3 separate regions of the Mus musculus genome follow, and regions 2 and 3 are each linked to region 1. Evidence: chromatin contacts called from public Hi-C and HiChIP or PLAC-seq data. All regions are on one chromosome and are shown on one strand. The core of a region is the stretch at or near the end of the contact, and the rest is flanking DNA. Distances in the headings are between cores, read along the strand shown.

Region 1 (3,615 bases), core at 827-3,326:
CTAGGCCTCACAGCACAAGGCAGGTGACATGATGACAATGACACAGAATGCATGGTAAAGTGGCCACTGTGGATACTGTGTTTTCACAGGCCTCCTTTTGCTGCTCAGTACCGATTCTTATGACAGCTTCTTTGCCCCACTCAATTTTGTGTGCACGGTAAGTAGTTTACCCAAAACCAGGTATGTAATGTCTGGAATAAAACCTACAGCAACAAAGACCAGCTTCCTTAAAGGTTGTTAGATTTCCCAAGTGGCCAACTTCGCCATTTCCTAACCAAATGGTTGACATTTTTTTCTTTTCTTTTCTTTTTTTTTTTTTTTTTTTTTTTTACCATCTGTGATGACATTTTCTTGGTTTGAGTATATGCCTTCCAATTAGACACTATCTCCAGCATGTACAGGGAGAACTAGCAACCAAACCGACTACCCCGCCTTTGGCCCAGTTACACCCACCTGGTCCTGCAGGAACAGCTGATTGGCCAGCTGCACTATCTGGTCCACATGGATGATGCCCCCGATACTGTCCATTTCGGTATCTGAGAGCAGAGTCAGTACCATGATGGCTTCTACCAGTAGCTGCCGATACTCAGGCTGGGACACACGGTTGAGCACTGACTCCACATGGACGGCAAACTTGATCTCACAAGGGGTCATCTACCAAATGATCAGCAGGTTGCCAGTGTGAAAGATGGGCCAGACAGAGCCCTATCATCAATGCTGCCCTAGCACCTTTGGAGCTCAGCTAAAGGCTACCTTCCTCCTGGCCACTGTCTTGACTTTATAGCAGCAGCCCTCTGGAACAAAGGATGACTGCTTTTCCCTGAGGGCCAGCTGAGCTTGTTCTAGTTCTTTTTGTCTGTCTTTTGACAGTGACTTTTAGGGAGCAGGGGCTATTTCTTATTTCTTAAAGAAATTCCCTGTGGTATAAAGAATGGTACCAGGCTGGCAGATGGCAGGTTTACAAAAGGAACACAGCCATTCAGGGCAGAATCTTTTTAAAAAAAATGGCAGGTAGAGAGATGGCTCAGTGGTTAAGAGCACTGACTGCTCTTCCGAAGGTCCTGAGTTCAATTCCCAGCAACCACATGGTGGTTCACAACCATCTGTAATGAGATCTGACGCCCTCTTCTGGTGTGTCTGAAGTCAGCTACAGCGTACTTATGTATAATAATAAATACATCTTTGGACCAGAGCAAGCAGGGACTGAGTGAGCAAAGTTGACTAGAGTGAGCGGGGATGACCGGAATAAGCAGAGTTCCTCAAAATTCAATTCCCAACAACCACATGCAGGCTCACAACCATCTGTACAGCTACAGTATACTCATATACATAAAATAAATAAACAAATAAATATTTTTTTAAAAAAAGAATGGTATCTTGGGCAGGGTAAAATTAAAAAAAAAAGAAAACAAAACAAAACAAAATCTGTTTTTTAAAAGACTGCCTGAAGTGCCTGGTGTGGTGCCTCCTGCTTGAAAGGCTAAAGATAACCCAGAGCACACGGAGGGCAGGGAAAGCAAAGGCAAGGCTGCTGGTGCTTGAAGGGGCCTTGACTGGCTCTAGTGCATGCCTGACAGGCTTTGGGTGGGCTTCTAAGGGCCCAGAGAGTTTATAAATGCTATTGCTCAGGGGAATGAGAGGGAAAGGTAACAAGAAAGGAATTTTGCACAATTTGAGGGTAAGACAGTTAAAGTGATCAGAACTACAGACGGCCTAGTCCATAGAGTAATGCTAAAAGGCATATGCAGAATCAGCCACGAGGTGAGCCCGGGCTGGGCTGCTCTCTGGGTCTTCTCACTTTACCTCTTGGGTTGTCGAGGATGGGAGGACGTAACCATCGATGGACAGGCCATGGCACTAGAAGCAGAACACAGACATTTCAGTCAGATTCCAACACAAGTGTGTGCTTGCTCACACACTCACACACACACACACACACACACACACACACACACACACACACACACACACTTTCCTTGCCCTGGAAATCTGCATGAGGGTTGGAACATGCCAGACTGTCAGAGTTATTTTTAGAGCGCTGTTCTCACTGCCCACAGGCTGTGTTTTCGATGGAACAATTCTAGGGAAAGCAGCAGGCATCTTTCAGATTGGTGCAGGAACAGTGTCCTAGGGAGCTGCTGTGTCCTCCTCCCAAGAGGCTCTGCATTGCACTTGGCAACTGGACCCTGGTGCCTGCCAGAGCCCCTTTGGTCCCACAATGAAGAGAGATTGTCATGGTGAAGTAATGCTCCTGTGCCTTTGCAGCCGTCTATTTTCGAGATTTCTATAATAAGCACCAATCACAAAAGGCTGGAGCACATGCACACGCACACACGCACACCCATGTATATAAATACCAACAGGGTGCAATATAAAATGCTGCTTTTTCATAATAAAAGCATGTTGGTATTGGGCCAGCAGAAGCCTGGCCGGAAATGTATGGTGCCCCAGAAAGACTGAGGAGAATTTCGAGGAATAGTTGGGCCTGTTCTAATCGGCCACCTTTTACCCTCCAGTTGGCAGCAGCTGCCCTGCCTTCATGCTGCCTGGTTCAAGGGCTCCTTACGAGTCTAGAAGGGTGGACCTGGGGCCTCTACAGGCAGCCATCTTGCGCAAGGCCTTGGTTCACAGAGCATAGGCCCTGAAGCCCTGTGACTGGCCCTGGGCACTTGCTACAGAAAGAAGACATCGAGCTGTGGCTTCACAAATGAGGTGGAATATGTTCTCATTCAGGATTACTGCAGTTCTCTCCTACTGTGAAATGAGCTAAAAAGGAATGGTTCAGAGAAAAAAAGAAATTTGTCTTGCTTTGCAAAGCTTTTAAATGAGGCACATTGTCCCTCCATGGGGGAGGCAGGTCAAGCCCTGGTGGGGGCCTTGGGAGTGGTGTGAATACTCTGGAGTAGGAATGTGGGGGAAGATGGGATTGTGGGGTGTTGAGAACAAAGTGGCGCTGCCTTCCCACGCTGCCCCCACTTTAGCAGCAAGTGTTTTAGACAGGGCCTCCTGCACTCAGGTGTGTGGTGCATTGCTGGCCATGGATGTGTCATTTCCTGTCAGTTTCAAACTCCAAACTCCAATGCAATGTTAACAGTCCCTAGGCAGATGGGAAGCACAGTGCTATTCCACTGCGATGGGAGCAGTGGGCAGCTGGTTACGGGATTGGGGGGGGCCCTAGGGTCTCTATCTTCCAGCTGTGGAAACACAGTTATTCCAGGGCAGGAGGGAGTGTGTATCTTCAGGGCACACGGATTCTGGGACCAGGCTATAATATTTTGTTTCTTTGTACCCTAGAACACTTATCAAGTAGAAGGGGCTCCATCATGCCCTGAATGACTCACGCATCATGTCTGTCAGCCTCGCGCTGACAGCTTGAGAAGCTGTCTGTGTGGTAGCTAGCCAATACAGATCCAGTTCATGCTGCAGGTTCTCTGTGGCATTTTTGCTCAAACTCTTCCCTGCCCTCTCTGGTTTTTGTCTATCTTTAGTTTTCTATGATCCTAAACTATGTCAAAGTTGGTTGCACACAAACAGGAATGCTATTTTGTCATGCCTTGCAGGGCCATTTGGCAATGTTTGAAGTTATTTTTGGTGTCATGTCTGGAAGAGGAGATG
Region 2 (3,615 bases), core at 664-3,163, 450 kb after region 1:
CTCCTCCCATTGATGACCAACTAGGCCATCCTCTGCTACATATGCAGCTGGAGCCATGGGTCCCTCCATGTGTTTTCTTTGGTTGGGAGCTCTGAGGGTACTGGTTAGTACATATTGTTATTTCTTTCAATTTCTGTACTTGTGTGCCTCTCTCTCTCTCTCTCTCTCTCTCTCTCTCTCTCTCTCTCTCTGTGTGTGTGTGTGTGTGTGTGTGTGTGTGTACATGAAAGGACAAATCACTTAAGCCCTCAGACTTGGTGGCAAGTGTTCTTACCTGTTGAGCCATCTTGAGCCTTGGCTTTGTAATTTTTTTTTTTAACAAAGAAAAGGTTGTAACGAAAATATTCTAGTTATGAAAACACTGGTTCCCTTGTTTCCCCAGGGCAGTTTCTTTAAGGCATTAACTTTTGTAATGATAAATTTCTTGTTGGAGGATATTTTGTAATAATGCAAAAGTCTTGTTTCTCATTTTTTCCTGCCATTCATTTTAGCTTCTATTGATAATTCCTGCCTGCAGTGGTGATGGTGTCTTTGTGAAGTGGTGATTCCCACCCACTCAATCTGTGTATATTTGTGTGTGCACATGCACGCGGAAGTCAAAGGTTAATTTCAGGTCAGTCTTCCTCAGTCACTCTTCAGCTAAACTTTTTGAGGCAGGGTCTCTTACTTATCCTGGCTATTACTTCAGTTAGATTGATGGACAAGCAAGCACCTGGGATCCTCGTGTCTCTGCCTCTCCGGCACCAGAATTCCAGGCAATGTTGCTCTTTTCTCTTATTCAGTTGCGTATTTGTGAAGGATCTGTGGCTCTTTCTTTCCCGTGAGTTATAATGCATCACTACAGCACTCATTTCATCCTTCATCCATGGAGATCATAAATGCAAATATTAGAGGACTTTTTATCCTGGGTTCCCAAGTGACCTCCTAGAAATGCTACCTGGCCAATCCATGCTGGACATTTGAATGGAAAAGTCAGCCTCTGTTTCTCTGACCCAGTGATAATGTGAAGCTGACCGATCCAGGCAACAGTTTGAACTTTGAGAAATCATCATCTGCACGTTTCCCGTGTTCTCATAAAGTCTCGTGTCCTAATCTTAATAGTGTTTGGGTAACAACAACACAGGAGATACAGGATTCTGCCTTTTCCCAAGCATAAAGGACAGACAAACTGCTTGTCTATAACTGAGTCCCCCATGAAAAGAAGCAAGCTAACAAAAAATCAAAGAATAAACGCTAAAGCTAAACTCTTGGATGTCTATGGTCAACGATTAATATTTGCTTTCATTTACTTATTTTGATTTTTTTTTTAGATAGCCTCGCTAAGTAGTCCAAGCTTGTCTTGAACTGAACAGACAGCCTGACCTCCAACTCTGGCTATCATCTGACTTCAGACTCCCTAAGGAAGGAATGACAGGCATGTGCCACCACACCCAGCAACATCCAGCATTTAACTGTTAAATCTCACCCAAGTCAACCAGGGCAACACTTTGCAAGGAATATGTGACCTTTTAAAGACAAATTAGTGGCAGGACCATTTCTAGAAACCAGATGATCTGTCTTTCTTGCCCTGGCACCATGGCTTCTCTGTGTAATGGAACAAGGCTGCCTGCCAAAGCTGTACCACAGGCCCGACTGGGCAAAGGGCAGGACCCGCTTTCACCACTTCTTCGCTGGTCTGTGGTACTCAGGGCAAAAGGAAGGAGAGGCCTCTTCCCCACGCCCCGGGGCCCCCCACTTTCCCACGCAGGCGCCCTGGGACACCGGCCTCTTCACCCTCCAGCCACAGCCCCACCTCATTTTTTAGTTAATTAATGGACGGCCACATGTTCCTCCTCAGAAGGGCGTAGCCATCGCCAGCAACCATTCTGGTTGGCCTGCAGACTAGCGCGGCGTGTGATGCCGTCGCGACTCCGTCACTGCGTTTTGGGCGTGGCTTCGGCTCCGGGCGCCTCAAGGAGACTTGGGGACGCCCGCACCACTCCTTTTGAGTGCCTGGGTGCCGCGGCCGCCGCGTGAGTCTGCTGCGCTCCATGAGGAAGATGCTTGCCGCTGTATCCCGCGTGTTGGCAGGCTCTGCGCAGAAGCCGGTGAGGTCGCCTGATCCCGGGAGGCCGGGGTGGGGCTGGAGCCGGCCTGAGGCGGGGCAGGAAGAGGGCGGACCGGGCCCCCCTGGAGCGCACGGCTGGGGGCTGGGGACGAGCTGCGGGACTTGGGTGGGCTTTCCGCGCAGTCCGTGTCGCCACTGGCCGGGGGAAGAGCGGCTTGAGAACGGGCCCGGTCCGCTGTGCTTCCCCCGATCGCCCCCAGCGGAGCTTCACGCCAGCTCCCCTGCAGCGCCCCACAACTGCTCGTCCCTTACGGGACACTGGGAGGCGGAGCTTGGGCTTGCTCCAGCCTCTCTGGACTCCGCTGACTTCCACTCTCCTTCATGTCATTGCTCTTGGCTATGAGGCCACGTAAGACGAAATAAAGAGCTCCCAGTCCCGGGAGTCAGGTTCCGTGCGCACTCCGACTTCTTCGTTTACTAGCCTTGGCACCAGGAACCATCAAGAAGCAGGATATGTAAAAACTCGTCTGAGGGCCTAGTTCTCTCATCTCCATAATGGAGATTCTGAGGACGCTACCTTCTGGGGGGGTGGTTATCTTGAGTTGGTCAGTGGCACGAATGCCAACCCTTCTGCCTGGCACCTGCCAAGGGCCGGTGTCCAGCTGCGTGAGCATTTGTGGATCACCTGTGTTCTGTTCTGAGGAAGGTTCAGGGAGGTCAGGTTCACGGAAAACAAACTTCCTCCACTCCCTGCTCCTCTGAACTTTTTCTTGGCAGTCAATTTTCGAGCAATCGAGCATAACCCAGAGGAAGCCGCCTTTACCCTTAAACACACAGAGGCTTAGAGTTCAAAGTAGCGAAAGAAAACAGCAATGGTTTTCGGAGAGTTGGGATTAGAGGTTAAGACTTATGGCCCGGCTTTAAGAGCTGTCTAATACCTAAGCTTTTAGCATTTTGACCTCTAGCCACACAGAGGTTGCCTTCTCTTGGTGTAACTGTCATCAGGCTTTGACTTGTAATTCTGGTTCTGTTGATTTCTTTAGGATTTGATGCAATTCTGCTCAGTGTGGGGAGGTTGTAGAAAGGTCGAAATGTCCTTCTCTAGGAATTGCATCAAGGAATGGAAAACCACCATTTGAATCTGAACCGGCAGCAAAGCACATTTCTACGACATAGCCAACATTTATTGAGCTCTTAGTATGTGTCCTGAATTCGGCCACGATCTTCACGCGTGTTAAAAGTGCATCATTGATTTTCAGTTTGTTTGAACAAGTTTCTTGTGTGCAGAAATTGTTAGTTGAAGGGAAATTTGTTTATAGCTTGGGGGCTGGGCATGAAATAAAATTGAAAACGAAAAGAAGCTTTGTTCTCAGTGGAAAGAAAAAATAAACAGCTCTGACTAGAATCAAAGTTTCTATAAGTTGCATTAGAGTCCGAAATCAATAAAAATCATACCTTCTGCTTTGAAGACATGTGCTCCTCTTTTGGAGTATAAGAGGGTACTAGGAAGCTGGGAACACTTTTAAATCTTCCTTCGACACTAGAAGCTAACCTTAGGTGTTGTATCG
Region 3 (3,615 bases), core at 439-2,938, 320 kb before region 1:
TTTGAATAGTTGTAGGATTGTGGGAAAGTTGATTTCTCCCCCTTCCCTTTCTTTCTTTTTGAGGTATAGGCTCTTACTGTGTATCCCTGGCTGGCTGCAAACCCAGAGATCCATCTGCCGATCTTTCCCCCTTGAGTGTTGGGATTAAAGGGATACTTTGAGTTCTTAATACATTAATCATAATTTTGGTTTTGTTTGAATAGTGTCTTACTATGTTCCTTTGGTTGGCTTTAAACTAGAGGTCCTCCTGCATCACTCTCTGAGTCCTGGGATTGCAGGCAAGAACCATAATGCCTTGTTTATTCATAGGTATTTTAAATTCTTTATGTGACAGTTCTCAAGTCTGTGCCATATCTTCATCTGGTTCTGATACTTCTTTTGTCAAGTTAGATGGTTTTCTTGCCCTTTGCATGCCGTGTGTGTGTGTGCACACTGGGTTTGGTATATGGGGAGATACTAACTGAAAAAGTGGGCCTTTAGTAAGGGATTTTTTTTTTATGTTCCTCAGCCAGGAACCGAACCATTAAACTTTTTTTATTCATTCATTCAGTTTGTATGCATTCATGCAAGTGTTGTGGCTGCACATATGTGGTTTGGGGACGATTTGCAGAGATTAGTTCTTCGCTGCCACAATGTGAGTTCTTGGAGGTTAACTTAGGTTCTCAGCGTTGGCAAGCAAATACATGCTAAACTATGTCACCTCACTGGCCTGTTTCTAATGTTAGAAGTTACTGCCCTCAGTTTCATCTAATGCAGTGGTTCGCAACCTTTTTAATGCTGTGTGACTCTTTAATACAGTTCCTTATGTTGTGGTGACCACCCCCCAGCATAAGATTATTGCTATTTCATAACTAATTGTGTTATTCTTATGAACTGTAATGTAAACATGTAATATGCAACCCCCAAAGGGATCAAGACACAGGTTGAGAACTACTGCTTTAGTGTCTTTTGTTTGTTTGTTTTCTACTTCTTGGTCCTTTCCTTTCCCTGAGACTGTCTTGCCAGCATCACTTTTCAGTGGTGATCGGTACTGGAACCCTGTTGAAATGATGGGAAAGAGTGAGATGGGGAAGTGTTTGTCACCTATGGCTTCAGCTGGGCACCAGTCCTTGGCTATATCCTTCCCAAACATTTTTAGGGCTGCTGTGTCTCTCTCCTCCTTTTGTTAAGTAAAACAGGAATAACAACTCGGACTGGAGCTAATTAATTCCCCTTCTTCCAAAATATATAGCTTCTGATACATTTTGTTTGAGTGTTACGTTAGCCTTTGTTATTGAAGAACATTCTACACTTATTTGCACTGGGCCAGATGGCACAGACTTGTAATCCTAGCTATTTGGGAGGCTGAGGCAGGAGATTCCAAGTGTAAGGTGGGCCTGGGTTACAAAAATGAGTTTATTTGAAAATTATACTTTGCATTTCAAAAGTACTTACATTCTCCATCCCTGAAGGTTTTTTATTGTTTGGTTTTGTTTGTGTTGTTGTTTAATTCGAGACAGGGTCTCTGTGTAGCTCTGGGTGTCCTTGAACTCCCCCAGACCAGTCTGGCCTCAACATTGCATCTATGTCTCAAATGCTGGCATTAAAGGCAAGCTCCACCACGCCTAGCAAGGAAGAGATTCTCATTGGCTCTTATGTCCTGGGGATATTTCAGAATGGTTACTTTTCCCCTCCTACAAAGGGGAGGGGATTTCAGATTTCCGGAGGCCAAGCTGCAAGAGTAGGAGGGTCTCTTCTCCTTGGAGCGCTCTTCCACAAGCTGGTCTCACTTAGCACTTGGCAGATTTATTTTCATTGCTAATATTTTACTCTAGTGCCTTCTGCCTCAGGTAAGTGTCTTGGGTGTGATTTCATGCATTTGTCCATCTAGAGATAGCAGGCTCTCTTGCCCTGTGTCCTCGCTTCTCTAGCAGGTTGGAGCAAACTTGCTGACTTGAAAGTTGCTAGGGTCTCTCTTGCTGTAATGACAGGAATGATGATATCTAAGCTCCGCATGTGTTGGAGCTGAAACTGGAAGTCCTACGTTTATAGTTTAAAATTAGATCTTGTCCAGTTTAAAAATAATGTTCTGCAAGAGGGTTTTAAACTTTCGTGTGAACCATTTGCTTAACAAAGATGACTCATTCTCAGTTATTTCCATCCTTTTGAATCTTAGATCTCTATTTTCATATGGTTAGTAAGAACTTTTTCAGAAGAAAAAAAATTTGAAAAGCTTAAGAACTTCATCTAGTTCTTGAAAATTGCTAAGAACTGTATCCTGGATTAACTAAAAATATTATGACTCTTGATCTGCCAGCATTGTTTTTTGACTTGTCAGCTACCTTTTATAGACTTCGCTGAAGCAGGTCTGGGGATTTGTCTTCACTATTTCACCCTATTTGTTTCTGCAAAACTATCTCTTTCTAAGGCACTTTCAAATGTCTAGAGATGAAGATCTTTGGAACATGAAAAATGAATGAGAATAAACTTGGAAGTCTTATACTGCCGTTGACTTGTACTCAATTAGCCTTGAGGAAGGAGCTAATTATACACTCTAGATCTTGGTGACTTTTGCTTAATAGGACTACTTTTCTAATCTGTGCGACAGAGGACAGTTCATCTAAAATGTGTTAGTTATCTAGCTGAGAAAGTACGCTGTACTTTGAAGCCTTGTAAGTTGATAACTTGCTAAAAAATTTAATTTGGGGAAGCTTCTGTTCTTACCCTTGGATAAGAGTTGCAAACGATCTCAGGTGATTGACACATTGTAAATTTTGTTAACCTTGCCCTTTTTCTAGGGTTCATTTTAAATTGTGTTTTTCTCACAGAAAGTACAGTGAGGAATGGCCATTAAAAATGAAGAAACAAAATAGTATTTAGATGTTTCAAATTGATTATTACTTGGCAAACACTTAATGTGTTTGTGTTAAGAAATACTATTTTTCTGTTTTATTATACCCAATTATTTCCAATGACTATTTTTACGAAAATGTTTTTGAAGAAGGCAAATTCAAATATTAAGTATGATGAATATGATTTTAACTCAGCAGATGAAAATTACTTTATAAATGATTTGCTGCATTGAAAATATTTAAGTAAAAATATTAGTTGTTATGTAAAAATTATCAGTGGTCCAATCATGGTGAAACACATTTGTCTTGCTCTGAATTAGAGGCAGAAAGCCCTTCATTCTGCTTTTGCTTTGAGGACTTTGTCTCAAAAAATAGAGGCTCTTGGAAGGAAATGGATGAAGACTAGCAGGTGTTCAGAGCTGTTTGGCTCACATTTTGCATCATAGGAGCTTCCACCCACACTCAGTAGGCTAGAGGATGGTAGCCATGCTCCTCCTGAAAATGTTTTCATCTTAAGCCCTTTGTGTATCCTAATTATCTCCTCCTAACTGCTGGGCCATCTCTCCAGGTCTCCATCACTCTTGATAGCCTCTTCACATTTAGTTTCCATCAAAACTCGCTTGCTATCTATTAGCACAGACTTCCCATCCTCTTGCTGATCTATTTGTCCCTGCTCTAATCCTGTGCTGTCAGCCCTCCCACTCACTCTGCGAAGCCTCAGATAACCATTTGTAATGTCTTCCAATGCCTCAGCCTTGTCCTAGTTTCACAGTGCAATCTTTGT

The links. Hi-C and Micro-C count contacts between places; a contact is called where the count stands out from the background. HiChIP or PLAC-seq counts read pairs in DNA pulled down with a chosen protein or histone mark.
Region 2: a contact with region 1 is called in an H3K4me3 HiChIP or PLAC-seq map of forebrain, with 4 times the contacts expected there. The contact joins the promoter of Pdha1 here to the enhancer-like site in region 1. A contact is called at or near these places in 5 of 39 promoter capture datasets (the 3T3-L1 cell line, hippocampal neurons, liver and 2 more) and 4 of 115 datasets of contacts at active chromatin or transcription factors (astrocytes, embryonic stem cells and forebrain).
Region 3: a Hi-C map of cerebral cortex shows a contact between it and region 1, with 3 times the contacts expected there. The contact joins the promoter of Gja6 here to the enhancer-like site in region 1. A contact is called at or near these places in 2 of 39 promoter capture datasets (hippocampal neurons and neural stem cells), 4 of 484 Hi-C or Micro-C datasets (cerebral cortex, cortical neurons and forebrain) and 2 of 115 datasets of contacts at active chromatin or transcription factors (embryonic stem cells and neural progenitor cells).

What each region holds. Positions count from the first base shown.
Region 1 is chrX:160,587,207-160,590,821 of GRCm38.p6, reverse strand. Phka2 (phosphorylase kinase alpha 2) reads right to left here. Exons shown (of 33, transcript NM_172783.4): 31 at 1,804-1,857; 32 at 454-654. Among named protein-coding and RNA genes, the nearest start is that of Phka2, 87 kb to the right of the region's middle. Within about 2 kb of position 2,076, at least 18 of the 459 cell types and tissues checked have an H3K27ac peak or open chromatin away from gene starts, as enhancers often do. A contact at or near this core is called in cerebral cortex, cortical neurons, forebrain and 2 more, where this site is marked.
Region 2 is chrX:160,136,728-160,140,342 of GRCm38.p6, reverse strand. It overlaps Pdha1 (pyruvate dehydrogenase E1 alpha 1), which reads left to right and starts at 1,913. Exons shown (of 11, transcript NM_008810.3): 1 at 1,913-2,087. The coding sequence starts at 2,031. It overlaps Gm39547 (a long non-coding RNA gene), which reads left to right and starts at 2,096. Exons shown (of 2, transcript XR_878293.1): 1 at 2,096-2,562.
Region 3 is chrX:160,905,125-160,908,739 of GRCm38.p6, reverse strand. It overlaps Gja6 (gap junction protein, alpha 6), which reads left to right and starts at 1,688. Exons shown (of 2, transcript NM_001001496.2): 1 at 1,688-1,829. All of the region lies in intron 3 of Cdkl5 (cyclin-dependent kinase-like 5), which reads left to right.